Linked DNA regions of Sus scrofa: region 2 is linked to region 1. A link is a contact called in public HiChIP or PLAC-seq data. All regions are on one chromosome and are shown on one strand. Each heading gives the region's core, a stretch centred on a gene start, on an enhancer-like site or on the middle of the called end of the contact. The rest is flanking DNA. Distances are from core to core; before and after follow the strand shown.

Region 1 (2,906 bases), core at 172-2,671:
ATTTCTTATGACCGTATGTGAATCTGCAATGATCACAAAATTTAAAAGTTTTAAAAATAAAAACTGTTCTCAGTAATTAGATTGGTGGTGGTATTATTGCTATTCTGCGTTTATGCATGTATTTTGGGATAAAGCACATGAGTAATTTATAGGATATTCTAATTCTATGCCTCCTGTATCCTTGAGAGCCCTGATCCTGATTCTGATTCTGAGCGAAAATGATTAGGACACAATATAGGAAATCTTAAGAAAAAAACCCCACAGTCCTGAATTCAGGTTATTTTCTCTTAGCTTAATCCACCGATAAACCCAGGAAACAAGGACAAACTAGTAGCAACAGGCTTTGCTAGCACACAAATTATAGTTGTGAAATAATATTTTCCATGCAAAGAAACCAGGGATTCTTAGAGAAATCTCTGATTGCAGGTCTGCAAGAAATGTCCTGGATGAGCCTGGGACACTGTCATGCCAGATGAGGAAGGTGTCAAAGATTTCTAGGTTGTATTAAAAGGCCTCAGAAGCCAGTTTGAAGGGTCTTCCACCAGCCAAAGATGAGACATTTTAAGGTTTCAAAAAGGGTAATTTATTGAGGGTTGGTGTTGAAAAATGGAAAGTGAAAATTTCACCATGACTTTCAATGGTGAGAAAAGTCTTGAGATTTGGTGGACAGGAGTTTTACTTTTTTTCTTTGATGGCTTTCTGGGTTATGGATCATGGTTAGAAAGGCCAGCTCAAATCATGGTAGAGACTCAAGTATTTATCCTAGTTCTCCTACACGAATCCTACCACTAGATGAAATATTTAAGTATTCCAATGGATAATGAAACGAATGTAACCTGAAGCAAATATCATAGCCCCATCCTATACACAACCAACCCTAAAAGTGCCAAAAACTTGGTGAGAAGATAACACTGCTCAGTTTGGGACACCGAAGATCTGTGGCCATATGAAGCTTCATCATTCTAGGTACCTCCAAGAAAACACAACACCGAGGCTGGTGAACTGAAGATGCATTCCAACTTCAGAGGTATTCCAATGTAACAAAAGCGGCCTTTAATTAAACAAGAATGTCCACTTCCTAGTCTTAATTTACTGCTTCTCACATCTCAGAAATACCCACAAACCAGTTTTATCACCCCTCCTGTATCAAAAATTCAAGTAACATAGTGCATTATAGAAGCAAAAACATACACAATTCTTAAAATTTAAAAGTGTATGGTTTTTAAAAAGCCACTATTTAGCCTGACAAGATTGAAGATCACGATCCTACACAGCCTATAACTTCAGCCCATGGACATGACGTTGTTGGGATTTACTAATCACATCTGCCGATGTCGGCATCTGACAACCCCCAGAAGCCAGGCTTCTATGGCTGTTCCACCTCTCGCTGCCCATCGTCTTCCACTTTCTGGCCTCAGGCATCCTCCGCAGGGGCAGTGAAGGGAGCACATACCACCACACCCAGGCGGTGGGGTCTGCAAAACCTCTGGAATTATGTGCAAAATGTTCCATCCATATTTACTTTTTGTGGGATTCTGGGACTGCTGGTTGATTTCCTTTGGAGTGTAGCCTGCCTGCCATCTGCCGGGCTTTGTCAGGTAGGCTGTAATCATGGTTATTTTCCAAGATGCTTTTTCTGACTAAACATTTTGGTCTGAGGTTCACCTGTTGAGAACTGAACAACTTGATTCCAATACAGAGTAAGGCAAGGGCAAGAGCATGTCATGGTGAGATAAATGGTCTTGGGTACAGGTGAGAAGAGAGGAGGAGACGGCGAGGTCTCAATTCGCCCTGGGGAAGCAGAAGGCTCTGATGCCAGAAAGTGGCGGAGCCCAGGACTGATGTCACACGAGGCATGGCCTCTGTGGAAGAAATTACTGAAAACCTGTAACACTGGCACCCATTGCTGCTTTATGTAAGAAAACATGCAAGTGGTATAGAGTCCATAGAACCAGATAAAATAGACAAGCATAACATGGATATCTAACCCTTGACCCCTGCTGGCAGCGAAGTGACCCACAGGCCACACCTTGCCTGTCATCTGTTTTTGTATGATCTCTGTAAAATATTTTACACCTTAAATGTTTTTTATTTTTATTTATTATTTATTTTTTTTGCTTTTTAGGGCTGCACCCTCGGCCTATGTAGGTTCCCAGGCTAGGGGTCAAATAGGAGCTACAGCTGCTGGCCTGCACCACAGTCACAGCAACATGGATTCCGAGCCGTGTCTGCAACCTATACCATAGCTCATGGCCACACTGGATCCTTAACCCACCGAGCAAGACCAGGGATCAAACCCTCAACCTCATGGTTACTAGTCGGATTCATTTCTGCTGTGTCACAAAGGGACTCCTTAAATGTTTTCTTAAAAAAAAGTCAAAAAGATTCATATATATGTTATAATTTTGTTTTTTTAGGGCCACACCCGAGGCATATGGAAGTTTCCAGGCTAGGAGTCGCATTGGAGCCGCAGCCACCAGCCTGCACCAAAGCCACAGCAACATGAGATCCAAGCCACATCTGCAACCTACACCACAGCTCACAGCAACGGCAGATCCCTATTAACCCAATGAGCAAGGCCAGGGATAGAACCCACTTCCTCATGGATACTAGTCAAGTCTGTGCTGAGCCATAAAGGGAACTCCCCAAAAGAAATACCGTGGCACGTGAAAATGATAGGAAATTCAAATTTGTGACCATGCATGAAGTTTTACTGGAACACAACCATAGCCAATGGCTCATGTATCGTCAATGGCTACTTCTGGACTACACAACGGCAGGGTTTTAACAGAGAGAGTATGGTCCACAAAGCCTAAAATATTTACTTATCTCTGGCCATTTATAGACGAGGTTTTCCAACACCTGCCTTAGAGCTCAGGTTTAGCAAGCTCTTAGAGATAATTTTT
Region 2 (2,969 bases), core at 31-2,530, 130 kb after region 1:
AATCTTCAGCTTTAGCTCTTCTGGCCAAAAAGCTTAAAACCCTAGGAGCAGGCATATGCACCAGGGGCCAAACTGAGAGCATCATGGAAGGATGTCTGGTCCACGGTGTAATGGTCTGTACCAGCTTCCAAACAAACAATGCTCCAAACTTCCAAAAGCATCTCTGTCAGTTAACAATGCAGTAAGGAGATTGGATCCTGTAAGAACGAATATCTAAGACAAATACTCTCTGGTGGGAGAAAGACTAAGCTCCTGATTCTAACAATCAATTTGTCCTGTACTGTTTACAATAATTTACATGGAAAATATCTCAAAATATATGCATCAAAATCTTGAATGATCTTTAGGGTTGGGGATGGGTTTAGTGAAGAGGAAACATTCATTGTCCACTCTGCCATGTTTGGATTTTGAAAACTTTTTTATGCATTGTAAAGTACAATATACAATGAAATGCATTATTTTATGATGCCTCTTAATGTAAAATTCTTAAATACACAAAACTAACTTTCCAATGAGTATTGCAGAAATTAGGGAGAAATTTTCCCCAATGAAGTGGTACTTAGTGGTTCTCACCATGAATGGATGCTTCAGTCTGCCAAGTAAAAGTACATAATCCCATTCTGCCTTATGTGAGGCACTCTAGGGAAAGCCGAAAGAAACATAGCTTGTCACTGTCTTCAAGGAGTTTAGCAGGCAGCCAGAGAGAGAGAGAAAGTATGGATACATCCACCTTGAGCACACACACAAAGTTAATTAGGCTCAAGCTGGAGCCAGTGGAGAGGGCTTGGGTTTCCTGAAGACTTACAGGGTGATCCAAATGGTCCCATGCAATGCAGGGAGGGCCCGGGACCTGGCAAATGGCCTGGCATCTCCCTGACTTCAGTCCATCTGTTTCTTACGAGGGCAACAGACACAATCATGTGGCTAATAAAGCAATTTCACATACATGTTCAAGAAATCGAAGGCATCTGTAGAAATTTAAACCTGTATGGCAAAATGTTTATCAGCCTCACCCAGTAATATGTGCCCATTACCCGATCATGTCACTACCTTAGGGTTCTGAAAATTCACAGGCGTACAAGAAAGAAATCAAAGTTTTCCTTGAAAATTACCTAATGAGACTACAGAAGAGATAAGAATTGTGGAAAATTACCAACCAGAAAATGAAGTGACTAAGATTCAGGTTTGGGGGAAGTGTCACAACACTTCCACGTAATATGGTTGCATGCACTGACTGTTTTATACATAAAGTCTATTTCCCAAAAATAGTTATATGTGGGTAAGGAACATGCTAGTATTGTATTTACATCACTATATGGCTAAAAACGTCTGGAATGACACTCCATAACTGGGCACCTGTCATACTCTAAGAACGGCACTGGTCCTTAAGGCTCCAGAAGAAAGAATGGGATAGACTGTTTCCAAGTCACAAAATCACAAAGTAAATTCACCAGTTAACTTAGGTACAAACTGAATAACTTACTCTTTTTTCTTTTTTCCTTTGGTCGCATCTGGGTCAAGGATCAAACTTGCACCACAGCAGTGACCCACACCCCAGCAGTGACAATGCATGATCCTTAACCCACTGAACCACCAGGGAACTCCAGAAGAGCTTATTCTAATAAGGCTTATTCTTTTTTCTCTCTCTCTTTTTTTTTTTTGTCTTTTTAGGGCTGCACCCACAGCATATGGAGGTTCCCAGGCTAGGGGTCTAATCGGAGCTGTAGCCACAGGCCTATACCACAGCCACAGCAATGCAGGATCCAAGCTACATCTGCAACTTACACCAGAACCCCTGACAACACCGGATCCTTTACCAACTGAAATGAGGCCAGGGTTCAAACCCACAGTCTCATGGATACTAGTTGGTTTACTACCACTGCGCCATCACAGGAACTCCCTAACAAGGCATATTCTAAAGACTGCCATGCTAATGTTCATTCCTCTTTGTTTACGTTTTCAAAGATCTTAAAGGAAGCTGTAACATTATGGGTTGCTTTGTTTTGAGGAAGCAATTAGTCAATGGTGAATGTCCCCTTGCCATTTTATAAAAGTTTTACCTGTGAATAGAGAACATCAATTTATCTGAAAACATGCCGTGAACATTTCCTGTTATGTACTGCCATCTGCCCAACGCCTGTCCCCTTTTTCGAGAAGAGCTCCAGGTGGTTCCAAGGAAAGCTGTCATGTTCTTCCATCCCTCTATACCCCACACCACAGTTCACTGGATCAGGAGTCGCCTCCTGACCAAAGCCTAGTAAAAATTATAGCTTCCTTATCAAACAGCCCCAATGTTTCCAAATGGAACTAGAAAAATAGGTCAAGGAGTGGACAGTAAAGTCCAGGGGCAGATGGCAACCACATTTCCTGTTACCTGGAAGATCACCTGCCAGGGCAGAGACAAAAGCTAAAATCAAAAGGTAGAGATGGAAAGCCTTCATTTCTGTTGTCGTGGGGCCTGTCTACACTTGGCCTTTTCCTCAGATTGGCTGTTTAGCTCTTCCCTGGATCACATAAGACACTCCAATATCTTACCCCAAAAGTCCTAATATAAAGTACCTTCCCCACCACACCACAATTCTGCACCAGAAATGTCCACCATAGCTCCAAGTGCCAGCCAAACCCCCTCTAAGTCATGGATGACGGGGCTGGTACGTTTTATACATATGCCTTCCTGCTCCTCAGCCATGTTCGGGATACCTCTTCTCAAGGTAACCATCTCTAAGTAGCCAGTTGGTCATGACCTGGTATGAAAAGATTATCTGGGCCCGTCAGAGCCCCATCTCCATCCTCAACCTCACAGACATCTCAAGTAGAGAAAGTACTGAGGGATTTACCAATGAGGTCAAAAGAGAAAAGACTGGCAGGAGGCAGAGTTGGAATCCCAGCACATCACAGCCACATGTGAGCTGAGTTAGGACGAGCAGATACTAGCACTATGCAGAGGGCTCCAGTCAGTGAGGCACAGG

What was found. HiChIP or PLAC-seq counts read pairs in DNA pulled down with a chosen protein or histone mark.
Region 2: an H3K27ac HiChIP or PLAC-seq map of alveolar macrophages shows a contact between it and region 1. The contact joins the enhancer-like site here to the promoter of LOC110260125 in region 1. A contact is called at or near these places in 6 of 47 Hi-C or Micro-C datasets (embryonic fibroblasts, fetal skeletal muscle, mesenchymal stem cells and 3 more) and 2 of 2 datasets of contacts at active chromatin or transcription factors (alveolar macrophages and skeletal muscle).

The regions. Positions count from the first base shown.
Region 1 is chr3:86,582,111-86,585,016 of Sscrofa11.1, forward strand. It overlaps LOC110260125, which reads right to left and starts at 1,422. Exons shown (of 5, transcript XM_021088405.1): 1 at 1,324-1,422. The coding sequence starts at 1,422.
Region 2 is chr3:86,715,156-86,718,124 of Sscrofa11.1, forward strand. All of the region lies in intron 2 of SPTBN1 (spectrin beta chain, non-erythrocytic 1), which reads right to left. Among named protein-coding and RNA genes, the nearest start is that of SPTBN1, 68 kb to the right of the region's middle. Within about 2 kb of position 1,281, at least 1 of the 83 cell types and tissues checked has an H3K27ac peak or open chromatin away from gene starts, as enhancers often do. A contact at or near this core is called in alveolar macrophages, where this site is marked.